Linked DNA regions of Ovis canadensis: region 2 is linked to region 1. Evidence: chromatin contacts called from public Hi-C data. All regions are on one chromosome and are shown on one strand. The core of a region is the stretch at or near the end of the contact, and the rest is flanking DNA. Distances in the headings are between cores, read along the strand shown.

Region 1 (7,806 bases), core at 2,114-4,613:
TCCTTTCATTAAGTGAGGTTTTTTTCTTTTTCTTCTTTCCCTAAGCACAAAGAAGATAAAGAAGATACAGCAGTAGAATCTGTGCCTTTAAAAGGCCACCCTGGACTGTAAAAAAGCAGAAATTATGGTGCCAGCTTCCTCAAAGAGTTGGATATGACTGAGCAACTAACGCTTTACTTTCCTCTACTGTATAGGTAGTTTACCTCTGCTTAAGATTGTTGTGCTTGACGCTCACAAATCCGAAGTATCTGTTATTCAAAACTGGCATGGTTTTCTTCTTCCATATGGCAGTAGCAGCTGTTTATTAAGCACCTCTTATATGTCAGATACCATGCTGGTTGCTTTGTACATGATCTAATTTTCCCAATCAAGTGAAACGTGACCCCCATTTTACAGAAAAGAAAACTGAGGCTTAGAGATGCTTAGTAATTTGAACAACTTGTATATGGCAGAGCTCGAGTTTGGATGCAGAACTGATTCCAAAGTCACTGCCCTTTTTGCTACACCGTGCGATGTCAGTGCCTTGTATTGCCAGGAATTCTTGCTGGGGAATATTAGGGCTTGTGTTCATGACTTTGGCGGCTGCTGGGAAGGGAAGGATAGAATAGTAATGAAATGTTCCAGTATATCCAGGGAGGCTCACCAGCCCCTCTCCTGCACATAATTGCTCCAGTCTTAATTGTTAGATGTTCCCAACTCTTGACAGTTTACACTTCGGTGTACACCAAATTTGGTGCTGTCCCTTTTGTTATCTAACATGTGATCACTTCTCTTGATAGGTGTAAGGAATGCTGGTGAATTTTAACTTCGCCAAGGCTCAGGACAAAAGCAACAGCATGAAATAAATCACAAAAAATAAGAATATTTATATATTTCAAATATATAACATTAGAAACTCTAGGGACTTCTCTGGTGGTCCAGTGCTTAAGAATCCACGTGCCAATGCAGGGGACATGGGTTTGAGCCCTGGTCTGGGAAGACCTCACGTGCTGCAGGGCACCTAGTCCCATGCACCACAGCTACCGAGCCCGTGTGCCTACAGCCCCAGCTCCACAACAAGAGAAGCCACCGCAGGCCTGCACACTGCAACTAGAGAGTAGCTTCCACTCAACTGCAACGAGAGAAAGCCCGTGCAGCAACGAAGATCCAAAAAGTAAATATAAATAAAAATACTAAAAAAAAAAGCAGAAAGGAATTCTACCTGTAAAAATACTTTTTTTCATGAAAGATCAACCTACATAAGACTCTATCTTACTGCTATGCTTACATAAGAATTCCAATCTTAAGCTTAGTCTATTTATTTGAAGAATAGTCAACAGAAGGAAATTCCAGTGTGACAAGCATTTTGACAATCCCTTAGTGCTATCTCCAGTGGGATCTAGTTACATTGTGCTCTTCCAGGAAAGATGGTGCTGTGTATGTAGGTTTTAATCCAACAGTAATTCCCTTTTTCTAGTAGTACTATATGTGGTGATTGCCTGATTGTCTATTTTACAAAATAAGGGCCTTGGGAGGGAAAATAGGTTATTCTTCCTTCCCTATTTTTCTACACTTGAGAGTTTAATACACAACGTTTTCATAGTAGTTAATTTTAAATACAATCTAAGCATTTCTACACAGATTTAACCAATGTGTTCATTTAGTTGGTCAGAAGTTTATTTATTAATATTTACCACCAAGCAGAGAGATTACCTCACAGCTCAGTTGGTAAAGAATCTGCTTGCAATGCAGGAGACCCAGGTTCGATTCCTGGGTGGGAAAGATCCCCTGGAGAAGGAAATGGCAACCCACTCTAATATTCTTGCCTGGAGAATCCTAAGGACAGAGGAGCTTGGTGGGCTACAGTCCATGGGGTCGCAAGAGTCAGAGATGACTTAGCGACTAAATCACCACCACCACTACCAGCCAGATACACATGAGTATCATATAATTACATAAGGATAATTTCTGATGTATGAATTAATAACTTTTCCCTCTTTTATCATTTTAATATTAGGGTAATTCAAAATGTTTATACAAACAGGTGTTTTTTAAATAACACTTATTTAGTAGGCAACTGGGATGCAGTTTTTGTACTGACAGTTACCTTGCTATAGAAAGACTGTGTACCTGGAATATGACTTCAGAGACTCAGTTCTGCCTGTTTTTTGTCTTGGAATTATGACTTCATCTGCTTCCTCATCTATAGGTTGCAGATCACAATAGCCATTCCACAGTGTTCTTATGAAGACAAAATGCCATAAATATAGGAACTCTTTGAGAAATGGAGTATTTCCTGCCATATCAATAAACAAGGATGTCACAGTTATCAGCGATTCCAGCCATCCGGGGCAACCAGGAAGGAAAATAAGACCTGCTGCAGGGCAGCCATTAGGTTGCAGCTATTCCCTATCCCTATGGTGAGCACTGAGAAAAAACAGGATCTGGCCCCAGATAGCTGAGATGCATATGAAAAGAACGATTTCAGTGAGCCCAGACACTTGCATCTTTTGGTACATAGAAAACACTAAATTCCTTGGTTTTCTTCAATTCACAATTCTTTTGATGTTCAGACTACCTGCCCCTTGTTGCAAACTTCTATAACTTGATCTCCCTACCCAGCCCTACCCCCAGCAGTTCTTTCAGGGTCGCTTGAGATGCTGTCTCCCAGGCTTGAAGTCCTAAAAATTCCCACTGAATAAATCATATTTCTCAACTTTCAGATTGTGACTATATTTGACGGCAACATATTCTTCAAAGGCAAAATTGGGTTTAACAGATAAACACAACACTGGGTTTTATGGGACCTAAGCATGGTCAGGAACTCCAGTTCATCTAACATCTTAGAAGGGAGTGGGGAGGAGCTTTTCACAGCGATTGAGCTAAGCAGTGTTAGTTACTGGGCCCAAGCACCAATCCTTTTCTCCAGGAATTCTTCTTCCAAAGAACAGACTTCCTGTACACAGACAGACTCAAACCCAGGGAATATTCTGTGATTTTTCTGTACTTGCTTCACATCCCTCAAGGCTGCAAGTTTGGGAGAAGCCATTCTTTCACATTTGTAATCTTGTAATTGCTCGTTTTTAAGTGCTTAACGCCTTTGCTGTTAGAGAATGTCCCTATACAGGGGGCTGGACGTCAGAATACAGAGTCAGGCTAGCGGCTAATTGCATTTAAGTTCTTTCTCTCCGAAGGAAAGGGCAGTGGTGTTTTCCCTAAAAAGAAACCTTAAATTGGGTCCCTCGTGTTCAGTCTAAAGCCTGCAAAGAAACAGATAGGGAGGACGGGGGCGGCAATAGTTAACTATTTTGATTGTGCTTTGGCTGGAGCCCTTGGCTACAGCCTGGCGCTGGTCTCTGCGCAAGTGCCCGTCCCACCCACCCCGGGTTGTGGGTGCAGGCGGACAGCCGTCTCAGTCTCCCCCAAGCCGCTGAGGCGAGCTTCTGGTCGTGAGAGATGCAGATGAAGCGGTGTGAAGGGTTGGGCTTTTTTTTTTGTTCCTAAAAATGCAACGAACAAAAAAAAAAGTACAACAATCCAAACCCAACCATCTTCGTCGTGCGCCGGCTTCCTTCCCAGGCGGCTCCACCGGGAACCACGCCGCCTCCTGTCGCCCGCGCTCGGCCGGCGCCCAGCCCGCGGGTCCGCGCGATCCGCGTCCCCGGCCCGGCGCCCCGGGCACGGCGCCCCGCGGGCGCGCGCAGCCCTCGCGAAGCGAGCGGAGCGCGCCGCCGGGAGCCCGCCCCTCGGCCCCGCGCGCCGCGCGCGCCGGCGGTTGCAGGCGGCGGTTGGAGATACCGGAAGGGCTCCCGCCTCCCCTCACCCGCGGCCTCCCTCCCCGGGGGAAAGGCGAGCCCCGGGAGGCGGAACAAAGGCGCGGCTCGGCGGGGGAGGCGGACCGAAGTGCCGGGGGAAGGAGGGCGTCGGGGCGAGGCCCGTCGGCGCCGCGAGTCCATTTTGCAGCCGTTCCCGCCTCGTAAACGCGCGGTACCCGCGGCCGGAGGACTGGCGGCTGCGCGGCTCCCGGCGGCTTCCCCTCCACCGACCCCGGAGGTCCGAGATAAGTACGCGCCGGCCGGCCTCTCCTGGAGAAGCGGGGTGGGGACTTGCCCTGGCTGGGCGGGCACCTGCGTGCGTGGGGGCTGGCGGAGAGCTCAGTCTGAGCTCTGGTCTCCGCGGAGAGCAGCCGGGCCCGGTTACCGGAGGTGGGGGGAATGGCGTGCGGGTGGGCGGCCGGGGCCGGGCCAGCGCGGCCGGGCTGCAGGAAACCTGCTCCGCTACCAAGCGCTCCTGGCTTCACCGCCGGCTCCTCGGGGTCGCCTACAAAAGAAGAGGCGACCGTGAACCAGAGTCGGAGCGCGCGACCACCACCCTCTGGCACTAGGCGTGGGGAGGCTGCCTGGTGCCAGGGGAGGGCGCCCTAGCCGTGAAGCTCCTTAGCACAAAAGATCGCCAGGCTCTCCCAGGCTCCTGGCTTTTTCACCAGGTCCTTGCCGGCTGGCTTTATTTGTGGGGGGATGATTGGAAAAAAAATTGAGGGTCAAGACTAAGGATCCTGTGCAGATAAATGCATAACACTCTTCTTTGTTCTTTCTTTGCAATAGCCTCGTTTTGATTACCAGTCACGACCTGAAGAAAAAACAAACCAAAACCTGATTGCTTTGCCTTGGGAACCAGTAACCTGACCAATACTCCTGGCTTGCAAGTGACAGAGGTAAACTACTTTTCCCTACATTAAGCAAAAAAGCACCCAATTTCTTCAGGCCCAGAACCTTTCAAAATCGAACTCTGTCGAGATTATATGTTCCCACCCTCATAAATGGTCTTTGTTCGTTTCATATTTTGTCAAAACCCAGAAAAATAGATTCAATACTTAGACATTCTTTAAATGACAGTTATTTGAAACATAATCCAAAGATTTGTATTGCAAAGGAAGAGAGGCTACAACAACTTTTGGTTTTAAATAGGGTTTGTCTTTTTTTTTTTTCATTTCCTGTGTCACTGCTGCTTGGGTTTGTACAACAGGGCTTGAGTTTTCTGACCCTATAATAGGTATTTTAAAAGCAGAATTTCTTTTACATAACCAGTCCCTGTGGTAGAACTTGATGGAGTTGTTGATTAACTGGTTATACTTCTGTCTTGCACAGTAAGAAGATATATTTCTTCATACTCTCCTGTCTTTCCCTAAAAATACTTTTTTTTTTTTTTGCACCAGCTGACATACTAAGCCTCTCTGGCAAGTCTTTCTGTAACACCAGGTTATTTTTATTCTCTACATGTATTGGTTACCTGGCCCTACTTCTGCCATAGCTGTTAAGCTATGCCCATCTCCACCAATGGTGCTTTGCACCTGGTATGCTATGTAACACTTTGCCCTCCCTTGAAATTATAGTTCAAGAGAGTCCAACTGTCTTAGGACTTTTCTTGGTTAATACACTATGCTCTAACTCATGCTCACTGTAAATGTGTAGTTACAGTTTTTACAGTATCTCTACACATGTTAATTAAATCACCTTACAATGATGTAGGTCAATAGTTTACAAGATTGTCACACATTACTTAATCTTTCCAAGAACATGAGGTAGGTATAAAAATCCTGATGCCATAAAGGGTAGAGCTAGTGCTTGGAAAGCTAGGTAGTTAGATGCAGTTTCAGTGCTCTTTACCCTTCTTCACTGGAGAATCTGTTACAACCTACTTTGTAAAAATTATAGCATTTTAGAAGGGATTTAGAGAACTCATGATTAGATGTCTCCATTTAACAAGTGAGGATCCTGAATTCTTGACCCACTTTTCGGATAGTGCTGCTGCTGCTGCTAAGTCACTTCAGTCTTGTCTGACTCTGTGCGGCCCCATAGACGGAAGCCCACCAGGCTCCTCGGTCCATGGGATTTTCCAGGCAAGAGTACTGGAGTGGGGTGCCATTGCCTTCTCCGTCGGATAGTGCTGAGGTCTCATAATTGGGCAACTCAGGTCCTATGCCTTGCTTGCTGTGTACAGTTTGCAGGGTGGGGTGGGGCTCAGTGTTTTCACTTGTAAAGTTAGGTGTTTAGCTAAATGATCGCTAAGAGCTAAAATGTTTTTAAGCCCAGTATTTTATTCTTACCCCATAACTTTTAGCACCATGTACTATATATTGGTGATATGCAGACACATACTAATATTAACTGCCTTAAACAGTTTTATACTTTAAACTTAGGTAGGTATGGTAAAATATGCCTATTTCTTCTTCTCTTTTTTTTTTTTTTTAACTAAGCTCTGTAAAAGTATGGTTCTGTTGTAAGGTCAGGAACTACTTGGAGAGGTGGAGCACCATCATACATCATTGGTCAGAGTGCAGAAAGTGGTATACTCTTTTCTAGAGGGAAACTTGACGGTTTTTTCAGGAGCCTTGAGAATGTTTCTACTCTTTGACTCACCTGACAATACACTTAAAGGAACCATTTAAGGAAATAATTAGAGTGTTGGACTAAGACTTTGCTACATTGTTCATTAAAATGTTATAATCCCCCCAAAATAAACAGTAGGAAATAGCATATCCATAAGATGATCATGTTTTAAACGAATAGGGGAACAATAGGGGAAATGCAAGTAATAAAATAAGTGGGAAAAGTGGACACAGAGTTCTGTTACACTACCAGTTCTGTTAAAATATGGTGTGCATACACACAAGATTGGAAGAAATATGCCAAAATAATGTTAGAAGAAATACACCAAAATAATCATAATGGTTATTTCTTGGCAATGTGACCATGGGTAATTTTTTCCCCTATATTTCCTGAATTTTCTGTAATCACAAATTATAATTTTAGAAAAACAAAATCCACATGTATGGATAACCTCTCCAACATTAGTATGGTGTCAGCTTTCTATGTCCTTTTGTAAGGCATTTCTTACATCTTGTATGATAATACCTCTGTAAATGTGCTATATTTTGGAATTTAGGGCAGGAACGGATTTTTTACTATTTCATCTTTTAAAACAGCATTAGATGGTTGGATTGTCCATTTTTGTATTCATGAAAGACACTGCTGCTTTCATTACCTTGCCTTGAAACTCTCAGGTACTAGAGGAATAGCACCCCTAACAGGTAACCAAAAACAGGTGTCCTTTGACAGGGAGAATAGTTACACTCCAGTCAAGCCCTTGAGGGAATCCAAGCAGATTCCCTTAATGTGGATGCTTTCTAATTCATTTGCATTATAGATGTAGATACATTTCTAAGGAAAAGTGGAACTGAAAATTTTTGCTGATAGTTTAAATCGTCTTTCCGTGGAATAAGCACCACAAGTGTATCCTATTTGGCAATAGCCTGGCCAACCCTTCAGAATTCCCAGAGGAGCTCTCTTTGTTCCCCCGAATATGTGCAGATACTGAATAGGAGGGTGGAGTGTCAGCATAGTGAATAGACTATAGCCAACCTGGAAACTGCTTAAAGTTTAGCATAATCAGCTTTCTATTTGAAATATTTTCTAGATGAGTTTTACTTAGAATAAACTATGTATGTAATTCTACACTGAACAAAGGGAACTTGGTGCAGACCAATTTTATTGGTAGGTAGTACTGATCAGTTGGGCACAGAATAACCTTTTTCTCTTGGCGCAGTATTACACACTAAGTGATTTTCACTTACCAGATAGATCTAGCTTGCTGTGTACTGAAGTGACAGTACTTTTCTGAAAGCTGGTATTAACCTCAAATGCAGGGCTAGATGATGAAAACTTTCAATAGATACCAATCTGTTGGGGATAATAATTTAGGCTAGTGATTGCCAAGTTTATTGTTGCAAAAGAAGATTTGTTCTAAAATTTTTTTCACCTTCATTTA
Region 2 (7,806 bases), core at 3,525-6,024, 120 kb after region 1:
TTGAACACACAGAAAGGTGAGGAAAAAGGAACATAAAAAAGGATCCAAATTATTTTACTTAATAAAAAGTAAGTTTGTATTTTTTTTTAGATACAGGAAAGTTTTATGATCGTCTAAGAAGCTTAATAGATATATAAATTGATTTTCCATTATAGACATGGAGAATACTGCTGCTTTTTACATTTCCATTAAATATATATGCAATTAATTATTTCTTGGGCACAAAGGAAGTTCAACACAGTACAAGAACATATTCTTGTACTATGTACAGGCCATATTCTGACCACAAAACAATGCTCTGTGATGACCTAGATGGCTGGGATTGGAGGTAGGGGTAGGGTGGAGGGAGGTCCAAGAGGGAAGAGACACATGTAGTCTTCAATTCTTAATGTAGTAGTAGAGCAATATTACTATCAACCAGCAACATCGTGTTTTATTTATGGAAATCATTGAATTTATTGCTTAAGGTGCCATTTTTACTACAGAACTTTTCAGAATGCTTCGAAATACTTAGTCTATAAGGTTAAGAAAAACATTCATTGGATAACTACTTTGAAATAATTTCCACAACCCTGTCTTCATTCAAGAGGCCTAGAAACAGACTGGCTCACTTCCAACTTCCTTACTTGTTATCTTTGCTATGAAGTCATTCTATAGATAGGTTAATAAGCATTCTGGCATACAGCAAAATTGCATCTGTGAAACTATATGGCACGGTTTGGCTGGGGTTGTTCCTCCTTCGGAACTGTATTACGTAATTTTAAAGTGTTTACTTAAGCTCCTTTGGGCTGCCTCCATGGTAGCTATGAAGTCACTGAGAATTAGGAACAGTTTGGGGCCTGATAACAAAGTCTATTAGTTTAATGTGAACACTGTCAATTTTTTTTTTTTATCATTGCTGTATAAGGAAGTTTAAAAACAAAGATATTGATTCATTTTATTTTTTAAAAGAGCTTGCTACTTCAAAAATTATGAAATATAACACAAAGCAATCATAAATGTACATTTGCTCATTACCTAAATGTGCTTATTTTAAAACTTGTAATGAATTCACAATGTGATTTTGACCCAATAGAACTATAAATAATTATGCAAAATTACCAAAATGTATAGAGCACAGACTTTAGCAGAGTATGAATTATTAAAACAGCCTAAGCCTTCTCTAAGTCATAAAGGAAGTTTTCTATGAGAACATCAAAGGTATATAAACTGTAATAATATCAGCTTTGGGAGAATTTAAAAAGATACCAGGTTATAAGAAAAGACTATTTTATCTTGATTGAATACAGAAAGGTATTTTCAGTTCCTTAGAGAACTCTTAAGCTCCTTTACCAACCAAATAACAGTATGTCATGCAGTTCAGGCAGTAGGCATTGTAAAAGTGAAAGAAGAGCTATTCAAATTTTGTATGGTAATAATCAAGTTTTATATCAATTCAAGGAAACATGCAGATTCTTATACCTAAAATCTCAACCATCACTTTAGAATTATACTGAATTTTATGAATCAACAAGCCCAAGTAAAAAAGATCCTGATATCTAAAAATGTATAACCCTTTTTAAGAACTGTCATTCTGTCTTAATTATATAACATGAATTTATTATAAAATTACTTAATGGAATAATCTCCATGGCATTTTGCTTTTAAACTTGGAGAAGTCACTGATGGTCTTGCAATGAGCTAGTAATATCCAAAGTCAGGGACAGTTTAAGGAGGCAGTGGAAAACTTTTAGGACCTGATCATGTCTTTGAAAAGTGCAGCCACTGGGAGTGTCCTACCTAGCTTTGGAGAGACAGGAGTCTGTATATGGAGGCCTGACCTGGACGGGAGGGAATGGTCATGGAGGAGAAAAGGGGGAGAAGATTATGAGATTGCCCACTCAGACTGGCTCTCAATTAGCTTTGCTGTAATGATGAAATACTTGGATTTTTATATTCACTTCTAATATCAAAAAAGGATATTTGTTATGTTTAAACAGTTTTTATATACAACGTGTTGTTTAAATCTGTTTATCTGAAGTTAAAATGTGTGGTGATTTTAAACACATGGCAAATTCTTTGACGCTCTTCCCAGTAAAAGGCAGAGTCTGATTCTCCTTCTAGAATCTGTATGGCTTAAGTGATACGCCTCAGAGGAACAGAATGTGATGGACAGGATTTCTAGGATTAGGTTCTACAGCTTCACTTGGCTCTCAGTCTTGGGACCCTTGGAACCCAGAGCCATGCTGTGAGGAAGCCCAGACCACAAGGAGTGGCCATGTGCAGGTGTTCAGGCTGAAAACCCTAGCTAAGATCCTAGCCATCTGTGAGCAGGGATTGCTAGATGGGAAAGTGAACCGCCTTCAGATGATGCAAGCCTTTAGCCTATGAGCTGCCCCAGCTGACTCCCTGTGGGCAAGAAACAAGCATCTTGCAGAGCCCTACCCATAACTGCATATTCCTCAGCAAGTGTTGGTTTTAAACCATTACGTCCTGAGGGTGGTTTGTTTTGTATCTGAGTTTCTGCTTCCATTAAATCTCTAGCTCAGGTTAGCTGTGACAACTGGGAAACCTTTTCCCCTCACTTTTTGTTGTTTCCCTAGCCAGACTGAGATCTTAAGCACTTCTGGGTACTGTGTATGATTAAGTGTGGTTTTGAAGGGCCATGAGAAACAAATACCACCCTTATGGGAATTCATTCTAGCTCACGTCCCTTTCCTTGAAGGTCTGGTGGTTGAGCAGGGCAAAAACAAAGCTTGATTCCATCTGTCTCTCCTTTTCTTCTTCTCTAGCTATCCACAGTTTTTAAAAAGAGAGGAAAGCAAGATTTTATCCTCTCCTGCCCTTGTCTCCCTTCTGAATTCAAATCTTTGGGAAGGTGCTTTCTTTTTCACTGGAAGGGTACACAGCCTTTTCAGTGGATTTTCAGCCACAGCTTTTCATTCCTTTTCAAGGAAGCAAAACAGAGTTCCTCCTCCTGAACCAGAGGCCCATTTCTCCTCCCAGTCCACAGCCCAGACCAGAATGGGGATCCCTTGATCTGGCCCGTCAGTCACTTTCCCATTCTACCAGCTGTTTCAAATTAGCTTTCTTGAACCCCTCTCCTATCCCCACTGCCACTAGGTATACAGCAGTGGTCCTAGTTGATTCTTAGATCACAGGCTATTTTATTTTCCATCTTCCTGTCTCCAGGACCCCACCTGGTGTAATCTTTTGAAGGACCTGTATTCTTTTCATAACTGACCATGCATTTCCATTAAAAAAATGAAATCCTTTTATGGTTTTCCCTTTTCTGTAGGTTTAAATCCTGAGGCCCAATAATCATTTACACACAGAATAAACACTTGAGATTGTATGCTGAATTGTAGTAGAGGTTACTCTGGAGAGAGACCAGATTGCTTTCCCTAGGTTCTCAAAAGGGTATTCCTGCCCCCAAAAGCTAAACACTTGTAGGTCTTAAGCTACATTCCAAACTCCCCAGCGTGGACTACAAAGTCTGTGTGACCTGGCCTTTCATCCAGCCTCCCTTCTCCCCCTTTTCACAGCCCACCCATTCTTACTTGGCTGTAGTTGTTCACTACAGGCTTTGTACCTGCTACTTTGCTTGTTCAGCTTGGGAAAACTCTTTCCTTAGCTGGTCTAACTTCTGCCCATCCAGGAAACCGTCTTCTTTTAAGAAGCACCTCAGGTCAGCTACCTACAGGAAGCTATTCAGGCTAAGCAAGCTGGGTGTGAATTCCTGCCTCCCTAAAGCCAGGCTAGCAACTGCTCTTTCTCTTAGCGTCTGCCTCTTGGATTTCCAAACTAGGGTGGAGGTGGGAAAAAAATAAAACAGTGAAGTAAAACCTGTAAAACAAGCAGTGACTAATTGTTTGTGCAGCACTTACACTGAACAATCATCCCAGGCTGTAGTATACACTTTTGTAGTGCTTTCTTAGGAGGGAGAGATTGGGTTGCAAACGTGTAATTTATATTTGCCCCAGAGTTTTGACGATAAATACAACAGACACCTTCCTGTTAAGACAATTTCCTACAGGAATTTTCCGCACCATCCCATTTTCCTTTATCTTATGCCCAGCCACCAAATGGTGTTATGTATTTAACAAATACTGAAATTAATAAATATAGTTCTGATATCCTGCTATCTACTAGGATTGCTGGGTCATTTATCTGAATTGTTTCTCCTTGGTTCACGCAACATCACCGCCCCCAAAAGGTCTAACACATCGTGAAGTGTCCTTAAAATTCTCCACCTACCCAGGAAGACGCTCCTACTTTTTGAGATACACTGTGTACTTGTGAGGTCTGCTTTCTCTCACAGCACAGGCTTTTTAAAGTCAACCCTTGACTCGTTCAGAAAAAGTTAAGGCTTAATTGCTGTCTTGAAACAGAGCTCTTTTCCCTCCTAGGGCGGACGGATCTGAGAGAAGTGTATTTCCCTGCTACTAACGAATCAACTTATAAATAGCGCTTACCGCGCTGAGTCACCAAAACCCGGAGTTTCCCCAAATAGCTTTATAACGACTGCTGGAATCGAGTGCTCCGGAACGGTGACAAACGCCTGTCACACACCCGAGAGGCTGGACGCTAGGCTTGCGCCGCCGAGCGGGGTCTCCAAACACCCGGCTTTCGGAGAACGCGGGCACGGCAGCCTATGTCCCAGCCTGGAGTTGAGAGTCGGACCTCAGGAGCGCGCTGGGCGCTCTCGGGACGCGGCCAAGACTTGGCCTTGACCGTCCGGGGCCGTCCCCGCCCCCTCCGGAGCTGGGAGCCGCAGGGGGCCGGCACCAGCTTCCGCGCGGAGCCGCCCGCCCGCTCACACAATGGGGCGCGTCGGGGGAGGGCGGCCTCAGCCACCGCTCTGGGCCCGGGCTCCGGGCAGCTGGGGATGAAGCCAGGAGCTGGGGCAGCAACGAAAACCCCCTCCACCCGTCTCCTGCCCGCCCACTCCCACACTTCGAAATGGCTGCAGCCGCCGCTTAGGGGGCTGGGGGGGGGGGGGAACGGAAGTGCCACCCCCTGCAGTCAGGGGATGGTGACGTCATCCCTACTGTCAGCCTGTAGCGGGGGCGTCTGCCCGTCACGTGACCCCCCGCTCCTAGCCGAACCCCGCGCGCGCTCGCGCGCGCTCCCTCCCCCACCAGCTTCTCCCCACCTCTCGCCCTCCCCGCTCCAGCGCGGCTGTCAACAGCGCCAGCTCCGCCCCCTCCCCCGCGCCCAGTGTAACCGCCACGGCGGCGCGGCGAGCGCTCGCGCTTGGGTCCGGGCGCCCCGGAGGAAAGCGTTGCCTTCTGTCCTCACCTCGCCCCCCTCCCCTCAGTCGCCGGCGCGGCGGGTCGCGTGGGCACCGGAGCCAGGAGTGTGCGGTGGCGTGCGGCGACAGCGCTTCTCCACTCAGCCCTCCCACAGCAGCTGCGCGGGACGAGGTGGGGACGCTAGGTCCGAGCTCCGAGGGGGCGAGCTGGGCTCAGCAGCCCCCTGGTCCTGGCGCGTCTTCCCTGGGGGTTCGGTATCCCAAGCAGGAGCTGCAGCAGGGAGCCCGCCGTCGACCGCTCGCTCGCCCGCCCGCGCCCCCGCGGCGCTCCCGCCTCCACTCTCCTCGCCGCCTGGGCGGCGCAAGCTAGTCCTGGCTTCGTCTCTGGCCGCGGCGCGGCCACCGGCTGTACGACGAGGGGGGCCAGGCGCTGACCGTCTCCGGAGCCCCTCGGCCACCCCGCCGTGCACTGCTAGGCTTCCAGATTGGGTGGCTGTCACTGCTGCGCCTCGCTCTAATTTTTTCCCCCTTTATTCCCTTCTAAAAGTAGAGGCTTGGGGGAGGGAAGAGAAAACCCAGTGTAGAAAGGGGGCGGTGCGGACTGACCTGTCAACGGTGGAGGAGGAAGACCCTCCGATCCGGGCGAGCTCTCGAGCCCGCGCAGGGACCGGAGCCCTGGGTTCGCGCGGAGAGGCGCGGCGGCGGCGGCGGCAATGCCTCAGCCAGGTGTCCCCCCTCGGCGGGGCCCGCGCTGCCGCGCCCGCCCCCTCCCCCGGGCGCCGCGCTCCCCGCCCCATCGCCAGGGACCAGGGAACCCCCCAGCTCGATTTTTTTGTGCAGTTTCAGCAAAGCTCCGAGGAAGTTGGTCCTTTTGTTCCACTATTTATAGATTGCGTCAACATTGCGAAAAGGAGAAGGCGGAGCGGTGGCCCCTCCCCCCTCCCCTCCTCCAGCCGGCTCCTGGGAGAGAAAAGCCCCAGCACACGACCTAAGTACACAGCGCGCCAGCCGCCCGCCCGCCCCCGGCCTCCCGCTCGCCGCCTCCCCCTCCTCCCTGCCCGGGCCAGAGCGCTGCCAACCCCGTCACGTGCCCGCCCGGGAAAACCAGCTCCCCGGGGCTCCGCGCCGCCCCCCAGGCTCCGTGGCGGCGGCCGCCTCGCTCAGCTGTGCGCCTGGCTCCTGGGCTCCAGCCAGTGACCCAGGCGTCGCGCACAGCGTGGGCACCCGCACCCTAGTCACCCGGGGTCCGCGACTCTCGAGAGTGCTCGCCAGCCATCGGCGCTTCCGCCCTCCTCAAACCTCCCCGCCACCACCACCCCGCCCGATCTCTGGAGCGCCACCGCCCCGGTCGCCGAGTGTGCGCGCGTTCGGGCCTCGCTGCAAGCTGGGGGCCTGACTGGGCCCTCGCGCGGCCGCTTCCCCAGACGAGGGGATGCCAGTCCCCCTTTCCCTTTTTCTCCCCCGCACGATCGGCTGCGGGCGGGGGACCGAGGGACGCCGGGGTGGCTGGCGGCCGCCCGAAGGCTGGCGGGCGGAGCGCGGGAAGTACGGTGCGGCCGTTCCGAGACGCGCGGAGACGCCCTGCCTCCTCCGCAGGTGCAGCGGGGCGTCGCGCGAGCTCAACTTACTGCCTCCCGGACTTCTGCGGACCGAGGAGTTTTGCAGACCTGAGCCGCCGTGGGGGTACTGGAGTTTCTGAGGAGTTACTGGAAGCTAGATCTGTGACAAAAAACATTTGAACTTTCTTCTCAAACCTGATGACGAAGTGATAGGCCCCGGCATACTCCCCGAAATGAAACTGAGCTCCCTTGCTGGCCTAAAGCTTCTGTTCCTGAGCTCGATGTAAACAAGGAGGGCGGTCAATACTAGAGGAAGGCCTTATTAAAAAAAAAAATAAAACAAGTGCAAGTAGCTGGTTTGAGTGTAATTTACCTTCGCAGCTTCCGGTCATTTCCCTTAGTGATTTATTTAGATCTTAGTTTAACTTTCCAGAGTCGGAATAAAAATAATTTAGCCCTTCAGATCACGGGTGGAGAAAAGTTCGAACTGAGCTGGGACGAGTGCAGGAAACGCGTCGGACCTTTCCGGGCAGTTGGACACTGTGGTAAACAGTCTGCAAGAGTTATTTTCTAAGGAGTTTGGAGAGACTGTTCCCTCGCACTCACCCTCGTTCGGGCTCAAGTGCAGGCCGCCGGGGGAGGAGGGCGGGACTCTGCCCCGGCCCTTGCCCGGGAGCGGAGCTTCCGGGCCCTGCGTTGGGCGCGTGCAAACCTAGGAGAGCTTTCGCACGGGCCACTCGGGGCAGCAACAAGTTTACCTCTATTTGAGAAACCTTTCCAAGTTTGGCTTTTTTTTTTTTTCTTTAAGGGGGAGACCTTAGTCCATGAGTTCATCAGTTTAGGATACATGTGCTTTGCTCATCATTAAGAGAGAGGCGAGATAAAGTGAAGCGAGCCTGTGCAGTGGTTGCTGGGTTTTTCCAAAGCGCAGAGCTGAGTGGACGAGCAGCAAATGGGACTGGGCGTTGGTGCCCCCTCACACCTGATGGTACTCAGAGCTTGGGGTGGGAGCCG

The links. Hi-C and Micro-C count contacts between places; a contact is called where the count stands out from the background.
Region 2: a Hi-C map of fibroblasts shows a contact between it and region 1, with 2.3 times the contacts expected there. The contact joins the enhancer-like site here to the promoter of TRIM13 in region 1. A contact is called at or near these places in 2 of 2 Hi-C or Micro-C datasets (fibroblasts and lung).

What each region holds. Positions count from the first base shown.
Region 1 is chr10:33,800,081-33,807,886 of ARS-UI_OviCan_v2, forward strand. TRIM13 (tripartite motif containing 13) reads left to right here and starts at 3,364. Exons shown (of 3, transcript XM_069601399.1): 1 at 3,364-4,032; 2 at 4,584-4,693. SPRYD7 (SPRY domain containing 7) reads right to left here and starts at 5,479. Exons shown (of 11, transcript XM_069601432.1): 1 at 4,107-5,479.
Region 2 is chr10:33,920,692-33,928,497 of ARS-UI_OviCan_v2, forward strand. It overlaps LOC138446517 (a long non-coding RNA gene), which reads left to right. Exons shown (of 6, transcript XR_011259373.1): 6 at 1-1,621. Among named protein-coding and RNA genes, the nearest start is that of TRNAR-UCU, 72 kb to the right of the region's middle. Within about 2 kb of position 4,775, the one cell type or tissue checked has open chromatin away from gene starts, as enhancers often do. A contact at or near this core is called in fibroblasts, where this site is marked.